2 separate regions of the Sus scrofa genome follow, and region 1 is linked to region 2. Evidence: chromatin contacts called from public Hi-C data. All regions are on one chromosome and are shown on one strand. The core of a region is the stretch at or near the end of the contact, and the rest is flanking DNA. Distances in the headings are between cores, read along the strand shown. Region 1 holds the start of EIF3K (eukaryotic translation initiation factor 3 subunit K). Region 2 overlaps RYR1 (ryanodine receptor 1).

Region 1 (5,589 bases), core at 690-3,189, 70 kb after region 2:
GGATCAACTGGAGGGCCCCCGGGTCAGAAATGAGAGTTCTGGATTGGAGATTCGATCTGGTCAAAAAAGTGGGACTTTGGTCCAGGATTGGAGGTCAGGTTAGGGGGTCCCCTGGTCAGGAACGGGAGTTTGGGGGTGGAGGCCGGGCTGGGTGCCAGGGCAGGTCTGGGGCTCATCACCAGAGATAACTGCCGTGGTAGGCCACGATGTTGGCGTGCCGACAGGTTTTCAAGATGAGGATTTCCTTCTGAAGTGTGGACACATCATCGTCTGCAAGGAAGGGCAGAAGAGAAAAGGCCGCTGCAGGGAGGGAGTGTGGGGAGGAGGGAGTCAGGGAGGGGGGGGCGCCACCATCCCGGGAGGTGGGGGGTGTGGGGAAGGAGCTCCTGGGTCCTGTCCTCACCAGGCTCCATCTTCACCATCTTCAATGCCACCAGGTCCCCCGTCACCTTGTCTCGAGCCTTGTAAAGGGGAAGTTGGCAGTCAGGCGGGCTCCATTTGCCTGAGTCCTCCTCAGCATCCCTGAACCAAAACCAGGGACCGGGACCCTCTCGCATCCCCTTCCCTTCTTGGGTCTCCCCCCAAAGGTCACTGGCTTGAGGGTGATGGAGAAGGACAGAGTTCCTCACCTTGAAGACTTCCCCATAGGTGCCGCCACCCAGCCGCTGCAGCAGGTCGTAGTGGTCCCGGGGATCCCTATTAAAAATGTCGGGGTCCACGAGGTCCATTCCTGGGGGCCAGAGCCGGGCCTGCGCCCAGGGGCCAGCAGGGCCTCAGGGCTCAGATCGCTGGCACCTCCCTCCCTCCCCACACGCCCTGCACCCGCCTTGCCTCCACCCGCTGTGGCCTCCCCCCTCCCCACTCTCGCTTCCTGCCCCAGCTCAGGGCTGTGCAGCCGGCTCCACCCCCTGTCCCCTGGGCCCTGAGAGCCTGTTAGGGGCAGCTTGCCTTGGGACCCAGGGGACCCCCCCCTTCACTTCCAGGCTGAATGTAAACCAGATGCAAACTATCTTAATTGTGACCCGGAGGGTGCCCTAACACTCCTTCCCCCATTCTGGGTGGCGGCCAAAAACTACAGTTGAACCTCAGCTGAGTGCTTGAGAGTTTGGCCACGACCGGGAGATGGCAGGTCTGCACAGAGATGGCCATGCAGTGTATGTCACTGTTCACCTGGAGCGCATACATGCACTTAGTGGTAACCCCTGTGCGGTGCAAAGGGCAGTCGATACGTGTGAAAGTACTCAGAGCATATACCTCCACATACATAACACATGCATGTGCATTCATGCCTGCAGTGTGAAGAATCTGCACATAACTCACGAGGCGCTCGCCTTCACCCACAAGACTGGAGCCTATAGGGACTGGGCGTGAGCTGTGGGGTTTCAGTAGCCTCTCACCCCGGCCATTGCCAGCAGAGCACAGCGGCTTTGCGGGCCGCTAACCCTGGCGTTAGGTTGGAGCTTGGGGACCCGGTTCAGGGCTGGAAACTGCGGTGCTCTAGATCCTGCCTCAGGGGTCGAGGCCTGGAGCAAAGGGGGCCTCCGAGAGCACCTTCCTCGGGACTTGGCCATGGCCCAAAGGGACTTCAACAAGTGCATTCCAACACAGTTTTGAGTTCACCACAGCGCGCAGCGCGACGTGCGTGCTCGCCGTCAGGGATTCACCTCCTTCCCAGGGACCTCGCGCGCACATCCCAGAGACTAGGACTGGGTACGCAAGGCCCGGGAAAAGCTCAGCCCCGCCTCCTCGCCTCGAGAGGGCGCCTGCGCACTGAACTAGACTGGTCTTTTACTCACGCCTTTGGTCCTGCTCAAGTGGAGCGTATGCGCACGCGCCAACTGCGCACGCTGGGAAGAAGTCACGTGGCAGCCGGAAAGCGCGGCAGCCGCAGCTAGAGCCTCCTCCATCTTCGCCTCCAGGGCTGGAGAGGAAACAGTGACGTAGTTTCCGTCTCCACCCGCAGTTCCTTTTCCGGTCCTCGAGGACGCCGTGCCTGTAGGATCTTCGGCTTCAGTCCCGGTGTGGGAGGCAAGAGTAGTCATGGCGATGTTTGAGCAGATGAGAGCGAACGTGGGCAAGTTGCTCAAGGGTATCGACAGGTCTGAACCTGGTCAGAGGGAGCGCTTCTGGCCAAGCAGGATGGAGGAGGGGATTTTTCGGGAGACAGCAAGGGTGGTCTGGATCCTGGGCTTGCCCGGGAGTGGGGTTTTTTCAGTCGTCTTGGAGATGTTTAAGGAAACAGCACTGCAGAGGCCTTATGGCGGGCGATAAGCTTGTCTACCGCTCAGTCCTCCCTTTTTTAATTGATGTAAGGCCTCTCTCTCTGCTTCTCGGCTTCCCCTCACTTTCCTTTCTCTCCTCCTCAGTCTGTCTCTCTCAGTGCCTCTTTCTCTCTCCCCCCTCCCATATCATTCATCCAATACATGTTTACTAAAATCTGTTTTGTCAGTGCTGGGCACTGCTGCGAACCAGAAGTGACCAAGAGAGTCACAGGCTGTGCTTTCACGGAGTTCCCGGTTCAGAGTCTAGACAAACCTGCCAATAGGCAGTGGTAGTGGTAGCCAGAAGTGGTCAGGGCTGGGATGGGGGGATGCTAGGCAGGAGAAGATGGTGCTAGACCTGAGTGGGGCCTGGGGAGGGGAGAAAGGGGTGCCTGGCAAAGATGTCCTGGAGGCCAGGTATACATGCTGCCAGGGCTGGTTGGCTGAGAGGTTGAGGAGACATCCTAGAAAAGACACAGGGCTGATAGAGTTCTCATCGTGGCACAGCGGAAACACTTCTGACTAGGAACCCTGAGGTTGCGGGTACAATCCCTGGCCTTTCTCAGTGGATTAAGGATCTGGTGTTGCTGTGAGCTGTGGTATAGGTTGCAGATGCGGCTCGGATCCTGCGTTGCTGTGGCTGTGGTGTGGGCCAGCAACTGTAGCTCTGATTCAGCCCCTAGCCTGGGAACCTACATATGCGGCCAAGGGTGCGGCCTTAAGAAAAAAAAAAAATACACGGGGGCTAGAGCTTAGGCTTAGGTCTGGGATGTGGATAAGTTTTGTTAGAGGTTATAGAGCTGATTCGGTATTTGAGTAGAGCAAGTGACCAGTGACAGATCTGGAGGGAAGCAAGAAAGGAAGAGGGAGGAGCAGGCTACAGTGTCCCCTCTCACCCCGGCCCCACAGAGCGACTGACCTCAGCTCCTCTCTTTTCTGCTCACCCATCTTGTTTCTCCTCTAGGTATAATCCTGAGAATCTGGCCACCCTGGAGCGCTATGTGGAGACACAGGCTAAGGAGAATGCCTATGATCTGGAAGCCAACCTGGCTGTTCTGAAACTGTGAGTGTCTGCATCTGTTCCCACCACTGTGTCAGTAGCCAGCAAGGTGCCGCTCCCAATACTGGGTAGGGTGGGAGTTGGGGGTGGCCCACAGGATGTGGCTTCTCTCTCTTTTAAGTTGAAATGTAATTGATGTACAGTGTTATATTTTCAGGTGTGAAACATAACAATTGGATGTGTTTATAGATTTTATTCCATTTAAAGTCAATATAAGAGTTCTCTGGTGGCTCAGCAGGTTAAAGATCCAGCGTTGTCACCGCTGTGGCATGGGTTTTATCCTTGAAACTTCCATATGCTGCAAGTATGGCCAAAAACATGGTTATATAAAACATTGATGGAGTTCCTGTCATGGCGCAGTGGTTAACAAATCCGACTAGGAACCATGAGGTTGCGGGTTCGGTCCCTGGCCTTGCTCAGTGGGTTAACGATCCGGCGTTGCGGTGAGCTGTGGTGTAGGTTGCAGACGGTGAGCTGTGGTGTAGGTTGCAGACGCGGCTCGGATCCCATGTTGCTGTGACTCTGGCGTAGGCCGGTGGCTACAGCTCCAATTGGACCCCTAGCCTGGGAACCTCCATATGCCGTGGGAGCGGCCCAAGAAATAGCAAAAAGACAAAAAAAAAAAAAAAAAAAAAAAAAATTGGTTATAGTCTGTGCTGTATGTTACATCCTTGTATCTTACTTATTTTATATCTACCAGTTTGTATCTCTTAATCTCCTTCGCCCGCCTGTCTTGCCTCCCTCCCACCCTGCTCCCCTCTGGTAACCACTAGTTTGTTCTGTATATTTGGGTTTGTTTTTGTTTCATTATAGTCATCCGTTGTCATCTTTTAGGTTCCACATATTAGTCAAAACGTACAGTATTTGTCTTTCTTCAGCTTATTTCACTAAGCGTATTGAGGTCCATTCATGTCATTGCAAAGGGCAAAATTTCATTCTTTCATGGCTGGGTGATGTTCCCTTGTGTGTGTATCCCGTTTTATCCATTCATTTGTTAGTGGACACCTAGAGTGCTCCCATGTCTTGGCTGTCATAAATAGTGCTGCTGTGAACATTGGGGTGCATGTGTCTTTTCGACTTAGTGTTTTTGTTATCTTTGGATGTGTACTCAGGTTGGAATTGCTGGGTCATATGGTAGTATTTTTTTTTTTTTTAATAATTGTTGGTATAATGTTGTGCCAATTTCTCCTGTACAGCAAAATGACTTAGTTATCCAGATATATATATATATATATATATATATATATATATATATATATATACTTATTTTTATTTTTAATGTTCTTTTCTATCATGGTTTATCCCAAAAGATTGGTTATGGTTCCCTGTACTCTCTGGTAGGATCTTGTTGTTGGTCTATTATAAATGTAATAGTTGCATTTACTCACCACAGGCTGTCAGTCTATCCTGCTCTCCCTCCTCCCCCTTGATAACCACAAATCTGTTCTCTATGTTTGTGAGTCTGTTTTTGTTTTGTAGATATGTTTATTTGTGCCATATTTGAGATTCCATGTATAAGTGATGTCGTGTGGTACTTGTCTTTCTCTTTCTGACTTTACTGAGTGTGATCATCTCTGGTTGCATCCATGTTGCTGTGAATGGCATTATTTCACTCCTTTTTATGACCAAGTAGTATTCCATTGTGTTTATATACCACATCTTCTTAGTCCACTCATCTGTTGATGGACATTTAGGTGGCTGGTTCTTTCTTTTCCCCCTTTTTTGGCCTCCCTATGGCGTATGGAGTTCCAAGGCCAGGGATCAGATCCAACCACAGTTTCAGCGTAAACTGCGGCAACGCTGGATCCTTTAACCCACTGTGCTGGCCCAGGGGTCGAACCTGTGTCTCAGTGCTGCAGAGATTCATGTATCCTGTGGCACCACAGCAGGAATTTCTGGTAGTTCTGTTTCTGTTTGTCTTTTTAGGGCCGCACCCACGGCACATGGAAGTTCCCAGGCTAGGGGTTGAATCAGAGCTGCAGCTACACAGCCATAGCAACGCCAGACCTGAGCCAAGCCTTCAACCTACACCACAGCTCACGGTAACGCTGGATCCTTAACCCACTGAGCGACACGAGGGATTGAACCCACATCCTCATGGATACGAGTCAGATTCTTAAACCCACTGAGCCACAGCAGGAACTCCCTGGTAGTTCTATTTTTTTCATTTCTGGGGGGAACCTTTATATTGTCTTCCATAGTGGCTGCACCAATTACATTTCCACCAACAGATGTACCAGAGTGGTCTCTTCTCCACATCCTTGGCCT
Region 2 (5,990 bases), core at 2,626-5,125:
ACTCTAGAGCTGCTGTGCTCCCGCCTCCCTCCTAGGACAGTGATGAAGTCTGGCCCCGAGATTGTGAAGGCCGGCCTCCGTTCCTTCTTCGAGAGCGCCTCGGAGGACATCGAGAAGATGGTGGAGAACCTGCGCCTGGGCAAGGTGTCACAGGCGCGCACGCAGGTCAAGGGCGTGGGCCAGAACCTCACCTACACCACCGTGGCCCTGCTGCCTGTGCTAACCACCCTCTTCCAGCACATCGCCCAGCACCAATTTGGAGACGACGTAATCCGTAAGGACGGTCCCGAGGGTGGGCGTGGGGCGGGGGGCACGGATGTCAGTTCAGCCACCACCACCCATCCCAATGGAATCCGCACGCGTTTCAGTGTGTGTTTATTGAGAGGATTTATTTCCATAAGCAAAGTGTGCATTCAATTCAGTGCAGTGGTGGGTGGTGGGTAACAGAATGAGTGTTAATTCTGTAGCTCTGACAAAAGACCTAAGTCACTGTAGCTTAAACCAGTTAGAAGTATATATGTATATATATATATTTTTTTAGGGCTGCACCTGCAGCATATGGAAGTTCCTGGGCTAGGGGTAGAATTGGATCTGTAGCTGCCAGCCACAGCCACACGGGATCTGAGCCATGCATATGACCTACACCACAGCTCACAGCAACACCGGATTCTTAATTCACTGTGCAAGGCCACGGATTGAACCCACATCCTCATGGATCCTAGTCGGTTCATTAACTGCTGAACCATGAAGAGAACTCCCAGAATTATATTTCTTTCTCATGTAACAATCTACTTGTTGGTTGGTTGTGATGTCAGAAGCCCAGGTTCCTTCCATCTTCTTGCTCTGCTGTCCCTAAAATACTGCCTTTATCCTTTTGCTTCAAGAGGGTGTGCCATCACATTCTCATTCTACCAGAAGGAGAGGAGAAAAAGCAGAGGAGAGCACCTCACTACTTTGAAAGGAACAGCCCAGGAGTGGCCCACATCACTTCTCTCACATTCATCCTATTAGCCAGGACTCAGCGCATGGTCACAGGTCACTGCAAAGAAGGCTAGGAAAGTGGGCTTTAGTCTGGGAGGTCGTGTGTCGGGCTAGGTAGGAGAGCAGAGCAGAAAGGAGGTAAGGACAGATACTGGGGGTCAGTGAGCAGCGCCTGCTCTGTTTATCCAACCGAATGGCACCTGTATTGTGTGACCTGGGATCTAGTGACATAGCACATACAGTGTGTAACAAAATGACCTTAATGAGACACCGGCAAGATGAAACACCTGGTCGGGAGTCATGACAGGGTGTGTTCAGGTCCTCCAAAAAGCCTTCCAAGTTGCGACATGGGCCAGGCTGGAGGTGGGGAAAGGCTGGAGGGGCTGATGGGAGGGAAGTTTGGGAGGCTGAAGAGGCAGGTTGCGAAGGGGAGGCATCCAGAGTCAGGGCCTTGGCCTGGGGACCTGGGGACAGTGGGGCCTCCATGAGACAGACTGGAAGAAGTAACACATTTGTAGGAGATGCCAAGGTCAGTTGTGAGGCCCCAGGGGATGGCTACCCAGGCGGAAGTGTCCAGGCAGGCTGTGGGGCCCTGGGGGAAGGGGAGGGCCATCTCAGCTCCCTACTTTTTTGTAAGTGATAAAAATAAGAGCTGTCAGGAGTCCCCATTGTGGTGCAGCGGAAGCAAATCCAACTAGTAACCTTGAGGATGTGGGTTTGATCCCTGGCCTTGCATGGTGGGTCAGGGATCCGGTGTCGCCGTGAGCTGTGGTGTAAGTTGAAGACATGGCTTGGATCATGCATTGCTATGGCTGTGGTGTCAGCTGGCAGCTGCAGCTTTGATTCGACCCTTAGCCCAGAAACTTCCATGTGCAGCGGGTTTGGCCCTAAAAAAAAAAAAAAGGGAACAGTAACGCTTGGATGGGGTTCTTCTCATACCCTGACATTTGAAATTTTGAAAACATACAGAAAAGTAGGACTTCCCCTGTGACTCGCAGCATAACTATTTAGTGTTGCTTCTCCAGTGGCTGTGGCTCCACCCCTGGCTTGGGAACTTCCATGTGCCACAGGTGCGACCACTGTTTTTTTTGTTTTTTGGTTTTTTTTTAAATACAGAAGAGTAGAAAGGAGAGAATTATTAACAATTTGCCCTTGTAGTTACCATCATGGCGCAGTGGTTAACGAATCCAACTAGGAACCATGAGGTTGTGGGTTCAATCCCTGGCCTTGCTCAGTGGGTTAAGGATCTGGCGTTGCTGTGAGCTGTGGTGTAGGTTGAAGACGCGGCTTGGATCCCAAGTTGCTGTAGTGGTGGTGTAGGCTGACGGCTACAGCTCCGATTGGACCCCTAGCCTGGGAACCTCCATATGCCGCAGGAGCAGCCCAAGAAATGGCAAAAAGACAAAAACAACAACAACAACCAAAAAAACAAAAAAACAATTTGCCCTTGGGGGTTCCCATCATGGCTCAGCAGAAAGAAATCCAACTAGCATCCATGAAGATGCAGGTTCGATCCCTGGCCTCGCTCAGGGATCTGGCATTGCCGTGAGCTGTGGTGTAAGTTGCATTCATGGCTGGGTACTGGCGTTGTTGTAGCTGTGGCGGCTGCCGATCCCGTTTGACTCCTAAACTGGGAACCTCCATATGCTGAGGGTGCAACCCTAAAATGACAAAAAAATAAAATAAAATAACCCCAACAGTTTGCCCCATTTGTTTGACCTTTCACTTAATGAGGGACAGTATTTACAAACTTTTTGTTGAACTTCTGAATGTGAGTTGCACACACAGTGACACCTCATTCCTGAATATTTAGGCTTCAGCACCTGGAATGAGAATTTCTCTCATGTAAGCACAATATTAGTATCATACTTAACCTGACAATAGGTGAGTTTCCCTGTTACCCTCAAAATGTCTTTGCTTTTTTAAAAAATTCAGTTAAGTTTTTTCTCTCATTGCATTTGGTTGTTATGTCTCTATCATTACTTTTTTTTCACTTTTTTGGCTGCCCCACCGCATATGGAGTTCCCGGGCCAGGCATCAGATCTGAGCCATAGTTGTGACCTACACTGCAGCTACAGCAAATGCCCATGTGCCAGGCCAGATCCCAGTGCTGCAGAGACACCACTGGTCCCGTTGCACCGCAATGGGAACTCTATGTCATTACTCATCAATTTAGAACAGTCCCCCTACCCTCTTTTTGCCTCATGACATTTATGAAGTTGCTGAGGTTCTTAACCTGGCCTTTGGGTGGTATGTGGGTAGCCATGCCTGGAGTCTGGATTGGCTGTCTCTTTGTATTTTCTGGAGAGAGCGTCCCTTTGCTGTCATCAAAGACATCCATGACTCCTCTCTAAGGAAAGAACAACAAGCAGCCTTCACCGAGTGCTTGCTGCGCACCCTCTTCCCATTGCTTTTCATGTATTAACTCATTTAATCCTCAAAATAACCCTACGAGGAGGATACTGTAATTATCCACATTTTACAGATAGGAAAATCGAGGCCAAGAGAGAGTTGGTCCTTGCTTAACTCACAAACCTAGTAAAGGGTAGGCTGGCTGTACAGGCCCTGCGCTGTCCCATCACTGGTGACAAGGGAGTGGGTTGGGAGGAACCTGTGTGGACACCCGCCCTCCCTCTTTCCCTCAGTGGATGACGTTCAGGTCTCTTGCTATCGAACGCTGTGCAGTATCTACTCTCTGGGAACCACCAGGAACCCTTACGTGGAAAAGTAAGGAGAGACAGCCCATGGGGGCTGGGCTGGGTACTGAGGGGGCTCAGGGAGGGGAGGGCGCGGGTGAGGATGGAGGTGAGAGAAGAGATGGGACGCGGTCGCTCTTCAACAGACGTGCGCACTGTGGCAACTGCAGTTCCTCAGGGTGGCCATGTGGGGGCGCACTGAGGAAGGCATGGGAAGCAAGTGGAGCCGACTGGTTGGGGGCCAGGATGCCAGGCTGTTCTCCAGTGGCGGCAGGGTCACGCAGAAACTATGGTGACACACAGGAGCCAGGCATACTAGGAGCCCTGGGGAGAGCCGCTGGCAGTGCTAGGATTACCGGAGAAGCAAGAGGGCATTTAGGAAAGCCAGGGAGACGGCCGTATCAGTGACCCCCGATGAATAGCCTCTCTGCTCCAAAGGGTCCTGGGGAGAGGCACTTGCGTGGAGGAGGGGACTGGGATCCAGGACTGGGCAGAGGGGGCGTGGGAACTAAGCACAGCCTCCTCTTCCAGGCTGCGGCCAGCCCTCGGTGAGTGCCTGGCCCGCCTGGCAGCAGCCATGCCAGTGGCATTCCTGGAGCCCCAGCTGAACGAGTACAATGCCTGCTCAGTGTACACCACCAAGTCTCCCCGGGAGCGGGCCAGTAAGTTGGATGTGGCTGGGGCAGCTGTCAAGGGTTATATTCTGCCCGTGCAGGGCTGGGGAGACCCATGATGGAGGTGGTGTGGCCCAGTCTGGGCCCCAAGGGGCTGAGGAGTCCCCAGCTTGGGGGTGCTCCAGAGTGGGGAATCCCAGAGTTTGTGGGGCTCTGGTTTGTGGTGTGGACACTGAGGTCTGAGGTCTGGGCATGATGGGTCTGGGCATGATGGGTTGACCCTCCTTGCACCCCAGTCCTGGGGCTCCCCAACAGCGTGGAGGAGATGTGCCCGGATATTCCGGTGCTGGAGCGGCTCATGGCAGACATCGGGGGGCTGGCCGAGTCGGGGGCCCGCTACACGGAGATGCCACACGTCATTGAGATCACACTGCCCATGCTGTGCAGCTACCTGCCCCGCTGGTGGGAACGCGGGCCCGAGGCGCCCCCACCCGCCCTGCCCGCGGGAGCCCCTCCGCCCTGCACAGCTGTCACTTCCGACCACCTCAACTCCCTGCTGGGAAACATCCTGCGGATCATCGTCAACAACTTGGGCATCGACGAGGCCTCATGGATGAAGCGGCTGGCCGGTGGGTCTGGCAGGCACCCGGCTCCTGAGAACTGGGGCCAGTGCCCTGGGGCTCAGGTGCCTTGATCTGATGGTCTCAGAGGGCGATCCCTCAGAGGGGTCCATGATTTCCTGAGAGTGGGGAAGATTTTGGGGGTTGCAAGGCCAGAGGTCATCCTAAGGGATCAAAATCTCAGGCTCTTAAGGATGCCGGGGTTCTCCAGGCTGGATTCTGGATTTCTGGAGCCTTGGAGAGAGTTAGAACAAGGGTTAGGAGCTAGGTCAGAAGGCTGAGTTCCTTCTACAAAGGGTCAAAGGACCAGGTCAAACATCCAGGTCCCTAATATGGACAATTAGGGTTCTGGGTCAGAGGTCAAGAAATGAGTCTTTAAAAGATTGGGATTCCCGGTTCAGAAGTTGTATGTCAGGACTTGAGTTTTGGATCAGGGCCAAACTAGAGATCTGGGCTGGGATCAGAGGCCAGGGTCAGAGGTCAGAGGCTGCAGTAGGAAGCCAGGGGACATAGTCAGAAATTATGTGGTGAGTTAAGTCTGGGTATAGTCCAGGTCAGAGGTTGAAGACTGGGGTGAGATGTCATGGCCTACGGTTAGATATCAGGTTAGGATTCAGTTGTTGGGGTCAGAGGTCAAGAACTTGTGTCAGGTTGAGGGTCACCGTTTCAGGTCAAGGGTTCTGGTTGGGATCAAGGATCTGGGACTATGTAGATGTCACAGCCTGAGGTCAAGAGTGGGATCAGAGGTAGAAGCTGGGATCAGAAGCCAGGGTCAGGCTGGGATCCATGTTCCGTGGGGTCAGAGGGACAGGTCAGGGGTCATGGGATGGGACCAGAGACCGGGCGTGGGCTCAGAGGTCATAGGTCGGTGGCCTGCAGCAGGACATGCACCCTCTGCCTCTGCAGTGTTCGCCCAGCCCATCGTGAGCCGGGCCCGGCCCGAGCTCCTGCACTCACACTTCATCCCCACCATCGGGCGGCTGCGCAAACGGGCCGGGAAGGTGGTGGCCGAGGAGGAGCAGCTGCGCCTGGAGGCCAAGGCAGAAGCCGAGGAAGGGGAGCTCCTGGTGCGGGATGAG

The links. A called contact is a pair of places that touch in the nucleus more often than the background predicts.
Region 1: a contact with region 2 is called in a Hi-C map of skeletal muscle, with 2.4 times the contacts expected there. The contact joins the promoter of EIF3K here to the enhancer-like site in region 2. A contact is called at or near these places in 1 of 5 promoter capture datasets (liver), 6 of 47 Hi-C or Micro-C datasets (embryonic fibroblasts, liver, skeletal muscle and 1 more) and 1 of 2 datasets of contacts at active chromatin or transcription factors (alveolar macrophages).

The regions. Positions count from the first base shown.
Region 1 is chr6:47,474,245-47,479,833 of Sscrofa11.1, forward strand. EIF3K (eukaryotic translation initiation factor 3 subunit K) reads left to right here and starts at 1,940. Exons shown (of 8, transcript XM_003127119.5): 1 at 1,940-2,099; 2 at 3,226-3,324. The coding sequence starts at 2,041. MAP4K1 (mitogen-activated protein kinase kinase kinase kinase 1) reads right to left here and starts at 846. Exons shown (of 32, transcript XM_021094343.1): 1 at 630-846; 2 at 404-461; 3 at 180-270. The coding sequence starts at 728.
Region 2 is chr6:47,401,991-47,407,980 of Sscrofa11.1, forward strand. RYR1 (ryanodine receptor 1) reads left to right here. Exons shown (of 109, transcript NM_001001534.1): 64 at 36-274; 65 at 3,627-3,708; 66 at 4,209-4,339; 67 at 4,588-4,920; 68 at 5,818-5,990. Among named protein-coding and RNA genes, the nearest start is that of RYR1, 65 kb to the left of the region's middle. Within about 2 kb of position 3,876, at least 3 of the 83 cell types and tissues checked have an H3K27ac peak or open chromatin away from gene starts, as enhancers often do. A contact at or near this core is called in skeletal muscle, where this site is marked.